3 separate regions of the Mus musculus genome follow, and regions 2 and 3 are each linked to region 1. The links are chromatin contacts, called in public HiChIP or PLAC-seq and promoter capture Hi-C maps. All regions are on one chromosome and are shown on one strand. Each heading gives the region's core, a stretch centred on a gene start, on an enhancer-like site or on the middle of the called end of the contact. The rest is flanking DNA. Distances are from core to core; before and after follow the strand shown. Region 1 holds the start of Nupl2 (nucleoporin like 2). Region 2 overlaps Fam126a (family with sequence similarity 126, member A). Region 3 overlaps Kcnh2 (potassium voltage-gated channel, subfamily H (eag-related), member 2).

Region 1 (3,661 bases), core at 392-2,891:
CACCAATATCAAAATGTGCCATTTAATAAAGTTATTCAACTAAATCTATATTCTTTTTTGACTGTTTGCATTAGGTAAAATCCAATTTACTCCATCCAATATGGCACCAAACCAGTTCTCATTAAACTTCAGTAAACTGGTATTATGAAAGAGCATTTTGTGGGTTGCAGCATTAAATCCTGATTGATCCTTTTGAACCCCTTAATTTTTCCTCCAAAGATTTTTAAGGTTTCACTCTGATATTACCAGTTTTACTCCTTTTAAACATAACTCAATTTGTTGTGGGCGGGTGTGAAGATTCAAAATAGTGGCAGTTCTCACTTTGGTAAGCTGAGGCAGGAGGATGACTGAGACCATGCTAGATTACACCTACATATAGAGCTATCTAGATTGTGTTTCCTATTACTATGACAAACCCTGGTAAAAGCAACCTCAGAAGCATGTGTTGATTCTGGCTCACAGATTAAGGTACAGTCTAGCACAGCTTGGACGGGATTTCAACAGGAGCATGAGACAGCTGGGCACATTGTATTTGCAGTCTAGCAACAGCAATGGATGTTCAACTTGAATTTGCCTTTTTATTCAGTGTGTGCCCACTCCTTTGAGAATGCAGTCCTCATTAAGGGTACATCTTTCCAGTTCAACCTTTGTGAAAGCATCTTCACAGACATGCTCAAAGGTGTGTATCTATGGGGATCTAAGTCTGACCCTCCAAGTCCAGAGATTTGTGTCTATGGTGATTCTAAAAGTAATCAAGTTGACAGTATTTACCATCACAAGTGTTAGGATTACTAGTTAGAGTTTTGCTTTTGATCTCTCCATCCTCTAGCATAACCAAAATATAAAATGAGACTCAAGGTATACTTTGAGTCTGAGGAGTCTCTAAGCTGCCTTCAACTCTTAGTTTATCCCCATTCTCCAATTTTAATTTCCAAGAGCAATTTCATTTCATTGTTATATAATGTACTTGTTTTATACTGATACAGGGTCCTGCATGAGAACTGTAAAGATAATAAATGAAACGTAGTGGGTGTACGGTTTTGATCTTAGCACTAAGGTAGGTGGATTTCTGTGGGTTCGAGGCCAGCTAGTAAGACCGTATCTCAACAAAACAAACAAAACAAACAAAAAACAGTAAATTGGATACTTTCAGAAAACCTTTATCTGAAACTGCTCCTGAGGAAAATCGGGCTGCTTCTGTGTCGGTTTTACTCTTTGTCATTTTTCCTGATGAAATTTCAAAAGGCAACATTTACGTGAAATTTTAAGACATTACCGACTAAGAAACTAATAGATGCTTTTCGCCTGCATTGAGTCCTGTTTCCTGGTTACAGCTGGCTTTCTGTAAATAATCTCTCTTGATAAACAGATTTTTTTTCGTTGTTAAGCCCATTTTTACCTCCCCCCCCCCCAAGTAAATGTAAAGAACGAATGAGTCTCGCAGACTGTATACAGCCAACTAGAGGGTTGCTGGTTGTCTGCTATATCTGGTATTCTCTAGATTCGGGTCCGGGTTCAGGTCCGGGTCCGGGTCCGGGTCAGGGATCCAACGACCGCGTCCCATTTCAGCATACCCGAGCGCTGACAGCTCTGCTCTTCTTAAATCCCATTGGCTAAAGCCCACGCGGCTCACGGCACACTGGTCACAGAGCCTCTGGGCGCGGGGCGATGACGTCACACTAGCCGGGCCTCGGTTGCTGGAGCCTGGGCCCTCGCCGGCGACCGCGAGCAGGGTCGAGCTGGGACGGCGCTACCATGACCATATGCCAGTTTTTCCTTCAAGGCCGGTGCCGCTTCGGAGACCGCTGCTGGAACGAGCATCCCGGCGCCCGGGGTGCGGGCGGGGCTCGGCAGCCGCCACCGCAGCAGCAGCCACCCTCAGGTGACGGTCTGGGAGCCTTGAGCCAGGGCCACTTGCTGCGGACGCACACCTCCACCCCGGGCCCCTGCCCTGGCATGCGACGTCTCACCCCCAGTAGTTTGACAAGTCGTTTCTGATCGTCACACGTGGACAGGCGTTTGGACTTGGGTGCTCCTGTCAAACACTGCGTTTTTAAATTAGAGATATCTTCATCAAAACCTCCTTTTTGGTGAATGGCAGTGGTAGGGAGAATTCACGTGGGTTCATTCAGACCCCTTTCTCTACTCTTTCCCCTTCCTTGTCCGTGATCACAAGCTCTTAAAATCTGGGCTTTAGTTAGTAGCTTCCGACACTGGGTCAAGAACCTTACAAGTTTTGTGGAAAGGGTATTCAGGGGTTAGACATTAAACCAGCACAAAACAAGGTTTTAGAAGTCAGATAAATACGTTTTGTTCTCTTAATTTTGGAACCTAGTTTTTTGTTTGTTTTGGTTTTTAGGTTTTCAGAGATCGGCTTTCTCTGTGTAACAGCCCTAGCTGTCCTGAAAAACTCTTTGTAGACCAGGCTGGCCTTGAACTCACAGAGATCCACCTGCCTCTGCCTCCTGAGTGCTGAAATTAAAGTCATGTGCTACCACTGCCCAGTGGAACCTAGTTCGTGACGTTGTCAGTGGGTGCTTCTCTTTCCCCTTCTCTTTAAGGCTCCTCCAGCCCCTGTGTTCATGCTGGTTTCATATTTCCAGTCTTTTCGTGGAGGAGACAGATTGTATCATCTACAATGCTTCTAGTGAAAGACTCCAAATTAGGAGTCAGGTTCCGATAGATACTGGTATACTCCCAGGGACTGCTGAGAGGAATGTTTGCCATTTGGTCTCTGGAAACCTACTTTAAATGTAGTAATTTGCAAGTAAATGTTCAGTAGATAGATAATTAGGGGAAAAATACAAATAAAACTTTAGAATGAAAAGAAAGAAAAAGAATGCTTTGTAATTTTAAGGCCCACATTTGGGCCTTAAATACCTCTCTCTTTCCCTCTGCTCTGCTCCATCTTACGTAGCTTCCTGTTCCTCCTCCTGTGAGAGCTGGGCATATCCTATTCTGTCAAATTTTTCTCTGATTTGTCACTTTGTCTGGCACTCAATTAGATACCACTTTCAAACATAGCTGCTTCCTTCTACAGACTAACTTTACTTTCGATGTCTGAGATTAAAGCTGTGTACTAAAGGCATGTCTATTTCAGCCAGAGGAGTACTCTATCAGTCTGTTTTTAGTATATATTAAGTGATATATTTTCTAAATCCTAAGATAAATTACCTTTATCCTAGCATAAACTAGGAAGTGATAAGATTAAAAACAGTATCAAAACCTGAAACAAGTCCTATTGGCTTATTATTATTATTTTATGAGTTGTTAGAAATCTACGCTATACTTTACCTATTAGTAAGCTCTGCGATCTCTATATGAAGGATAGGTTGTGGGCATTGTGTCCACAAAGTAAAGACAGAGGCAAACACTTTTTAAATACCTATTTAAGGACAGAAAGTAAAATTTAACCCTTTTTATTATCCAGTTTATTCATTGTTCTCTTTCATTCATTGTCTCTATGGCCCAGTGCAGAAGCATACACACACATCCAATGATAGGTCAAATGAGGGCCTTGACCGAGCTGGGCTCACCGCAAAGCTTTTAGAGATGTTTAGAGTATTTTTTATTTATTCCCTCATGGTCAATTTAATAGGCTTAACACTGAACTCACCGATATGTCTTTATATTTCTATGATCACATTGATCTCACTTTGTT
Region 2 (3,661 bases), core at 683-3,182, 200 kb before region 1:
CAAATTTCTGCCTCCGTTTCTCTAACAAATTCCTGCTACTACATAGGGTGACCATTCTGAAGAGCATTAAAGGTCGTCGAGAAATTACGATGCAAATTCATGCACTTTATCAGATGACATGCAAATCGTCTGTGACTGTGCAACTGTCGAGCGCGCACATAGCATGCACGGTGCCCCTGCCTCAAGGTACCTTGGGCTGCGGCTACAAAGCGTCTGCTAAAACTGCACTCTGCCAGCTGTGGACATTCCATCCTCCATCATTTTTCTTACAGATTTTTGCCTCCTGAGTTCGGGCAAGCCTCTGCTCTCACTCCTAGGGTCTGTGGCTGTTTCCTGCACACCCTGCATATGCTGGGCGTCAATGTCTCCTAGAGCTCTGCCTTTTTCCCCATTCCCGGTCCTCTCTCCGGACACATGTGTGACACTAATCTCAGGAATGACAAGGATGCCCGCTTCAGCAGCAGCAGCACAGCTGCTCTCAGGTTGCTCTAGGATTGAAGATGATCAGACAAAATGATGGCTGAAGACAGAACAAAAGAAAATGCCAACCAAACAGCAAAACAAAACAAAAAACCAAAGAGAACAAAACTGGATGATTGAATGGTATAACTTAAGGCAAACACGCACACTGTCAGTCCCTTCATTTACAATCCTGCGGCAGCACAGGAGCCCAGTGAGCATCAGTTCACTTTCTGTATTTTCACACACATTTTACATGGAATATGAAACACATTTTTTTCACAAAGGAAAACAGAATGCCTTTTAAAAATATTGTGACCAACTAAGTTTACATAAACTTTAGGTAAAAGCTCCCAAATTATAGGCAAAAACTCTGTCTCTTGTCAACAATGATAACCAAAGTAATTAGAAAGTCCCCTTTGTACACTTCAAATCTTATTTTTTATTAGACTACATCCAGTCTGACTTAATAATCAACCATGATAATTAAGGTACTGCTTATTCAATCATGCCTTGGTGCTTAGCAACCCTTCTTGTCTCACACACTCAGAATCTCAAATATCAGTAACATTTATGTGCTTAAGGTAGAATTAAGCAGTCCATTTCTTCAGGTTCCTATTGAGACTATACATTTTGATGTGCTACAATGAAGAAAAATGAAAACAAGATATGAAAAGCCAACTGGTTCTCAGTTTACCCTGAAAACAGCCTCAGTAATTCAAACAAATGAACAAAACTCATAACTAGTAAATATCTATCAAGATAACTTTATTCTGTGCCTTAAATATAAAAGGTTTTAAAGATCTTAAGTAAATATCTATAATAAGTAGTAAAAATAACATAAATATGTGAAAAATAGACCAGTGGTGAAATTTAAACTCCATAACAACAGACAAAACAACCAAAACCAAGAACACTGTATACCCATTAAGATGTAGCACACAAATCTGTTGAGAAGAATGATTTTGTTTGCGGAGCTAGAATCGTCAAAGCCTTATGAATTTTGCTGAAGTCTGCTAAACAGCATGCCACAGTAAAAGAACAGAGGCCACAGCTGCACGATCCAGGGAGGCCGAGCTTCACTGACATCTGCCATCCTGGAGCCTTCCAGGTGCCCATTTTCACCACAGCAACCTGATTCATCCATAGGATGAAGTAGTTTGGGCACTACACATCTTGAGCTCCCAGGTGACTAGCATGCAGCTGTTTAGAAATCAACGCTCTGCTCTGAATCCTTCACAGTTTGAAAGTGGATTCCCACCCGGGCCCTGCCTGCCACGGCTAGCCACAGGGAACACTTTCCATCTCCTTGAAGCTCCTGTTGCCCCGCATCCATGATCCTAGCCTGATCATGTCTGATTTGCCTCACATACCAAGTTCCCCATTCTCAGGCAGGCTGAGGCTAGTGGGCTTTGGAACCCCGCTGTTCCTGTGTGTGGAACCAGCTAAGCCTACCCCCACTTTCCAACAGCTATTTTCAAAAGTAAGGGCAAATCGGTTCTTATCATGGTGTGTGGCAGAGGTTATAGCAACACAGAGTAGTCACCATGACACTGTTGGGTGGCAGCCAAGACTCGTTCACTTATACTGTAGAAACCACGTCAAGAAAGAAAATTACAAAGACATTCAGTTCAGAGGGAGAATAAAAAATGTTGGCAGTTACCAGGGCATAAAAACAAAAACAACAACAAAACAAATAAAAACCAACCAACCAACCAACCAAAAAAAATCTCCAAAAGTAACTAATATTTAAGCTTTATAAAAAAAAATTTTTTTAAGATACATATAGGTGTTCTAACAGAATAAGGGATACTCAACAGCACTTTTTTTTAAAGCACATTCTTACATATTACTCTATAATATTCTCAAAACAACATGGTAGTGAGACTCTGAAGTGGACCATTTAATTAATCCCCATTTGCTAAGAGGAAACTGCAGTTCAGAAAGCACTAGGTAAAGAAATGAGACTTTTAGTTTCAAATGTCCATCCATCCACACAGTGAATTCTAACTCAATTTGTCAGAACCAGCCTGACGCAAACATTCTCTAACATCTCCCAACAATGTTTAATTTATCTGTCTAGATTCTTGGTCACTTCAAAGAAGGCAAATAATTTACTGTGGCTGAATAAAGAGTCACAGTAAAAACACTCTAGAAGAATACCTGAAGAATTTATAACTCAAGGTCAGTTTGTTTTTATTTTTAATTGGTTTTATTTGTGAAAACATGCTGATGGAAGTTAATGGTTTAAAAATGTTGATTCGCCAATAGAAATTTGCAGGGAGTCAGAAATGGAAGAAGGGTATTTGTAAAGCGAAGCTAGCAGATGAATTGTTAGTCACTCTCAGGACAGAGGTCAGGGGCTGAGCAGAGAGGAAATCATGAAATTAAATGTAACAATAACCTCCAATTAAATTAAATGTGGTTGTTCTAAGGGAACTGAAATGTCTGCGTACTCAGTAAACTAAACAAAAAGAAAAACATGTTATTCTGGAAACAGCAAGAAAGAAAAGACAACTCTTAGGAAGATTAGACAGTGGAGAAACATGATTATATAACCCAAGTATTTAGTACATAATCCTTTCCTTAATGTCTCTTCAGCATTTTCTACTGTGAGACTCTTGTGCCTGAGTCCCTTGTTCCCCAGCGTGTTGGACTGGCCTCCTGGGCTTCCCCAATAGCTGGAAGGCACATCTTACTTCCTCAGAAACCTCGTCAATGAAGACTTCCCTGTCGCCCCATCAAAAGTCTCAACATCCCTACATTTCATATGCCTTCTCTTCTATTCTGTTTCTTTAAAAATCACTTATAACAAGCTACAGTTACCTTGTCTACCTAGTTGTATATTCTACACAGATTAAGTGTTATTTGGCCACTGTTAAATGCCTAATACAAGCTTAGCAGAGACTATTACTGGTTAGTGTCTTTTTTAAATTTTTAAAATGTTTATTCTGTATGTACAAGTATTTCTCATGTACACACACACACACACACACACACACACACACACACACACACACACACACACATATGCACTACCTTTGTGCCTAGTGCTGTGTGGGCTAGAAAAGGGCTTCCAATCCCCTGGAACTGGAGTTAAAAATGGTTGTACTCCCAACCACTGAGCCATCTCCTTAGCCCTAATAAATGTACTTCTTAATTAACTGAATGAATCTCTATTACACGATTATAAATTAAGATG
Region 3 (3,661 bases), core at 661-3,160, 160 kb after region 1:
TTGCCTGGCACATGCAGGCATCATCTCTGCAGGGTGTGTTCACAAGTCCAACAACACAAGTGCACACAAACCTGCACACATAAGCAAGGGGAATCGTCACTATCCTCAAGATATATGCTTGACTTACTTCCAACAGAATGAGCCACCTTGCAACCTCCATCTTCTCAGCAGCTCCTCTGTGGCCAACAGTCACAAGGGACCAAGGTAATCAAGGTAAGATCACCTGGAGCTAGACACAGGTATGTGCTGGTCACAGTGGGGAAGCCAGACCCATGTGAGACCCAACTATACAAGGTCAACCTAAAGCCAATGAGGGGTAGGGAAGCTGAACTCTGACCAAAGAGAACCCAGGTGGGTGTGATGCCGGACTTGTGAACTATTTGAGAGGGACAAGTGTGTGGTTTTACCATGTAGGGCTGACTTAGGACCAGTGCCCAGGAAGTAAATCAGCATGATTGTGAAGGGTTGCACTCAGGGTACAAGTAGCCTATCAGACTCAAAGTAGCCCACATGGCTTGGTTGTCCCAAATCCAGGACCATATTGTCTGGCTCCAGGAAACACTCTCCATCTTTTATGTACATGGGTACATGGGTATATGAGAAGGCATGTGCCCGCACATGTGTGCGCGCACACACACACAAACACACACACAGAAAAGGGGAAGGATATCTGGTCACCCCTGTAGGCCTGGACATAGAGAGGCCAGGATCCCTGTACAGAGGCTCTGGCACTGCCACTTAAGTACGTTTAGAACATAAACATGAGATACAGCAGGTGATGGCTGAAGCTAACCAGCACCCTGGAGTCTCCTCAGGATAATTATTTATTATTCATAGTCATCAGCATCTTCATTAATTATTCATATGATCCTTAATTATTATCCTTAACAATAAGAGCAGTAAATAGCAGAAAAGTCCTTGAGGTGCCTAAGGCCCAGGGCCGGTGCCTCCGGGCAGTTAGACCAGCTAATGCCCCCAGGGCAGTGGGGGGACCACAGACCCCCATCCACTGCCCAGCTCTGTCCTGCCCCTCCCAGTGGGGCCCAGGGTATTGCAGGAGGAGATGCTGGTCCCAAGGGTGGGGATGGAGGTGCTTCTGCACAGGTCTCCCCTCCAAACCAGGGTCTCCAAGGAGAGCGGTCAGGTAATGCCCTGAACCCAGGGTGAGCCACATGTCCACAGTGGGCAGCATCACTAACTGCCTGGATCTGAGCCATGTCTGTGCAGGGGCTGGGAGGTAAGGGCCCCCAGCTGGCCGGGCAGGGAGAGGCGTCGAGTGGGGCCATCTTGGGGGAGCTCTGGGGCTCCTGCAGGAAGCTCCTCAAACGCCACGAACTGGGAAACCTGCAAAGACCACAGAGCTTGAGAAGGCACTCAAACGTGGGGGAGGAGGAAGGGGCGGAGACCGGAGGTCAGAAACGTGGGGGAGGAGGAAGGGGCGGAGACTGGAGGTCAGAGAGGCTTAGGTGGGCAGAGTGGGGACCTGAGGGGACAAGAAGGCTGCAACTTCTGTAAAGAAATGCACCTTTGTGGCAGGAGCCAAATGAAAGGGCTGAGAGCCACTCACAGCCACCCTGACAGAGGACCTTGCTCTGGACCCGGAGAAGCTGGATTCCAAGCTCTAGCCTCTCCCTTCCCTAGGGAATGTGCCAGGGCAGCGGGAGCAAAGCCTACATGGAATAAGAAGTCCCTGCTTTGGGAAGGCAGCTAAGACAGAGAGAGACAAGGTGCCTCCTTGCAATTTTCCAAAGAACCCTGGGGCCCTGGAAACAACAGTGGGCCAGCGGCCAGGTCTCTGAGGCCAGGGAGAGCGCTAGGGCGGGCAGGAGGGATTTGTGGGTGCTGACGTGTCTACTGGTGAGATCCCTGCGGGGGAGGCTGTGAAGGGAGACTGGCACATTTGCTGACGTGGGCCCTGGTGTCTGCAAACAGGAGCAAGCAGCATATGGGACAGGGAGCAGAGCTGGGGGTGGGAGTAGATCCCAAGCCACCTCTGGGTGCCATAGGAGCCCCCACCCCCACCCCCTTCAAGCACCTATCAAAGCTAGAGCTGGCAGAAAAGACCCAGCTACAGCTGTCCTTCAGGAGGTTACTCAAAGAGAAGAGATGTGGATCAGGGAGGTCCTATCTCAGAGCCTTGATCTTGGCACCCTGGACATGCCAGCAGCCTTCAGGAGGCTATAGCACTGCTAGAGTAAGAGCCAAGATGAGAGGCGGCAAAGTCAGAGGGGGATAACCACAGCAGGGACCACTCTCAGGCAGCATCCAGACCCAAGGCCCAGGCTCAGACATCATGTTTACATCTGGCCCTTAGGTTGCCTGGCAGGAGCAGGTAGAAGAGGATGGGGGTGAGGAAGCCACATTTCACACCCAGCAGCTGTGCAGTCGTTGGGGCAGAGAGGGTGCGGCTGGAGGCTGGGAGTGGGCTCTAGAATGTACCTGAGAAAGCGAGTCCAGGGTGAGAGTGGGGACAGGGCCGACAGGCAACAAAGGGGATGCGGAAGTGGGGCCGGGCCCAGGGGTGGTCACAGCACTGTAGGCAGGAGGGACCAGGGTCATTTGCCTCTGTAGCAGCTGTAGGACAGTGGCCATGTCTGCACTTAGCCGGGTTTCCAGCCTGGGGCAAGGAAGGAAGATTTCTCAGAAGTGGAGATAGCTGGTTCACTCTAGGCTCCCTCCTCATGCAGCTGAGGAAGGAGAGGGTCCACCTGCCTGGCACAGACAGTCCTAGACAGAGCACCCCTGAAACATCAGCAGAAACCCAAAGAGGCCCCAAGTTCCCCCACAGTGCAGCCTACCCCGTGCCCATTCCCTGGGCACCCATCTTTACCTGTTCAGCTGTCTCTGGAGTGCGTCCAGCCTGCTCTCCACATCACCCCGGGATCGCCGACCAGGGCTAGACAAGGGGATGTTGAGGAGGCTGGGGGCAGGGGCAGGGCATCGAGGCAACTCCTGGTACTGGCGCCCCCGACTGTCCCCCCAGAAGCTGAAAATATTGGACACCCCAGAGAAGGCACCTGGAGCCAGAGAGGAGTGGGGTCAGGAAGAAAGTCAGGCCCCTGCCAGTCCCTACCCATCCCCCATACTGCCCATCCCCCACACTCACTCACTCCCACCCCCACCCCAAGGCCCAGGCCTACCTGACAAGGGATTACAGGTGTCACTTTTCTCCCCATCCTCTGTCAAAGGCTCCCCACCTGGGGGGTCTCCCGGAGGCCTGGGGCTGGAGAAGGGCACCAGGCGGAGGGGACTGGAGCTGCGACCAGGGCCCTCATCTTCACTGCTCTCTGGGCTGGAAGGGCCGCTGGATGGGCTCTCCCCCCATGGCCCTCCCGGCTGTCCCCGGCAACTCGGCCCTGGCCCAACTCGGGCAGGGCCTTGCCCCAGGGCTGACACCTCCCCTGGCTGCTCTGTGTCTGTGGGAAACAGAGAGCATACCTCAGAGAGAGGGGAGAACAGGGGACGGGCAAGGGGAGCTGAGCAAGGGGCAGAGTGTGAGGACGGACAAAGTTGTTTTATCTCGCGCCCTGCCACACCCCGGGGGGGGGGGGTCACTTCTGACTCCAGATCTCTGGCTCTCTGTAGCCCTCTGCTTATTCCTTTGTTCTTGTGCTCCCTCCTGCCACCTCCCTCCTCTCTTTAAGGGGTCAAGGCCCGCTAG

Evidence for each region. Promoter capture Hi-C pulls out the DNA fragments that hold promoters and counts their contacts. HiChIP or PLAC-seq counts read pairs in DNA pulled down with a chosen protein or histone mark.
Region 2: a promoter capture Hi-C map of 3T3-L1-derived adipocytes shows a contact between it and region 1, with 4 times the contacts expected there. The contact joins the enhancer-like site here to the promoter of Nupl2 in region 1. A contact is called at or near these places in 3 of 39 promoter capture datasets (the 3T3-L1 cell line, 3T3-L1-derived adipocytes and hematopoietic stem and progenitor cells), 2 of 115 datasets of contacts at active chromatin or transcription factors (bone marrow-derived macrophages and embryonic stem cells) and 2 of 9 other capture datasets (adipose tissue and pancreatic islet).
Region 3: a FOXA1 HiChIP or PLAC-seq map of pancreatic cancer cells shows a contact between it and region 1. The contact joins the enhancer-like site here to the promoter of Nupl2 in region 1. A contact is called at or near these places in 1 of 39 promoter capture datasets (embryonic stem cells), 3 of 484 Hi-C or Micro-C datasets (cardiomyocytes and embryonic stem cells), 6 of 115 datasets of contacts at active chromatin or transcription factors (cardiomyocytes, embryonic stem cells, pancreatic cancer cells and 1 more) and 3 of 9 other capture datasets (adipose tissue, embryonic stem cells and liver).

The regions. Positions count from the first base shown.
Region 1 is chr5:24,163,322-24,166,982 of GRCm38.p6, forward strand. It overlaps Nupl2 (nucleoporin like 2), which reads left to right and starts at 1,642. Exons shown (of 7, transcript NM_153092.4): 1 at 1,642-1,882. The coding sequence starts at 1,756. It also overlaps a transcript of Klhl7 not described here.
Region 2 is chr5:23,965,944-23,969,604 of GRCm38.p6, forward strand. All of the region lies in intron 10 of Fam126a (family with sequence similarity 126, member A), which reads right to left. Among named protein-coding and RNA genes, the nearest start is that of Fam126a, 63 kb to the right of the region's middle. Within about 2 kb of position 1,933, at least 17 of the 459 cell types and tissues checked have an H3K27ac peak or open chromatin away from gene starts, as enhancers often do. A contact at or near this core is called in 3T3-L1-derived adipocytes, where this site is marked.
Region 3 is chr5:24,318,806-24,322,466 of GRCm38.p6, forward strand. It overlaps Kcnh2 (potassium voltage-gated channel, subfamily H (eag-related), member 2), which reads right to left. Exons shown (of 15, transcript NM_013569.2): 12 at 3,141-3,416; 13 at 2,831-3,017; 14 at 2,440-2,617; 15 at 784-1,344. The coding sequence ends at 1,195. Gm15589 (a long non-coding RNA gene) reads left to right here. Exons shown (of 4, transcript XR_003955875.1): 2 at 137-213. Among named protein-coding and RNA genes, the nearest start is that of Gm15589, 9.2 kb to the left of the region's middle. Within about 2 kb of position 1,911, at least 115 of the 459 cell types and tissues checked have an H3K27ac peak or open chromatin away from gene starts, as enhancers often do. A contact at or near this core is called in pancreatic cancer cells, where this site is marked.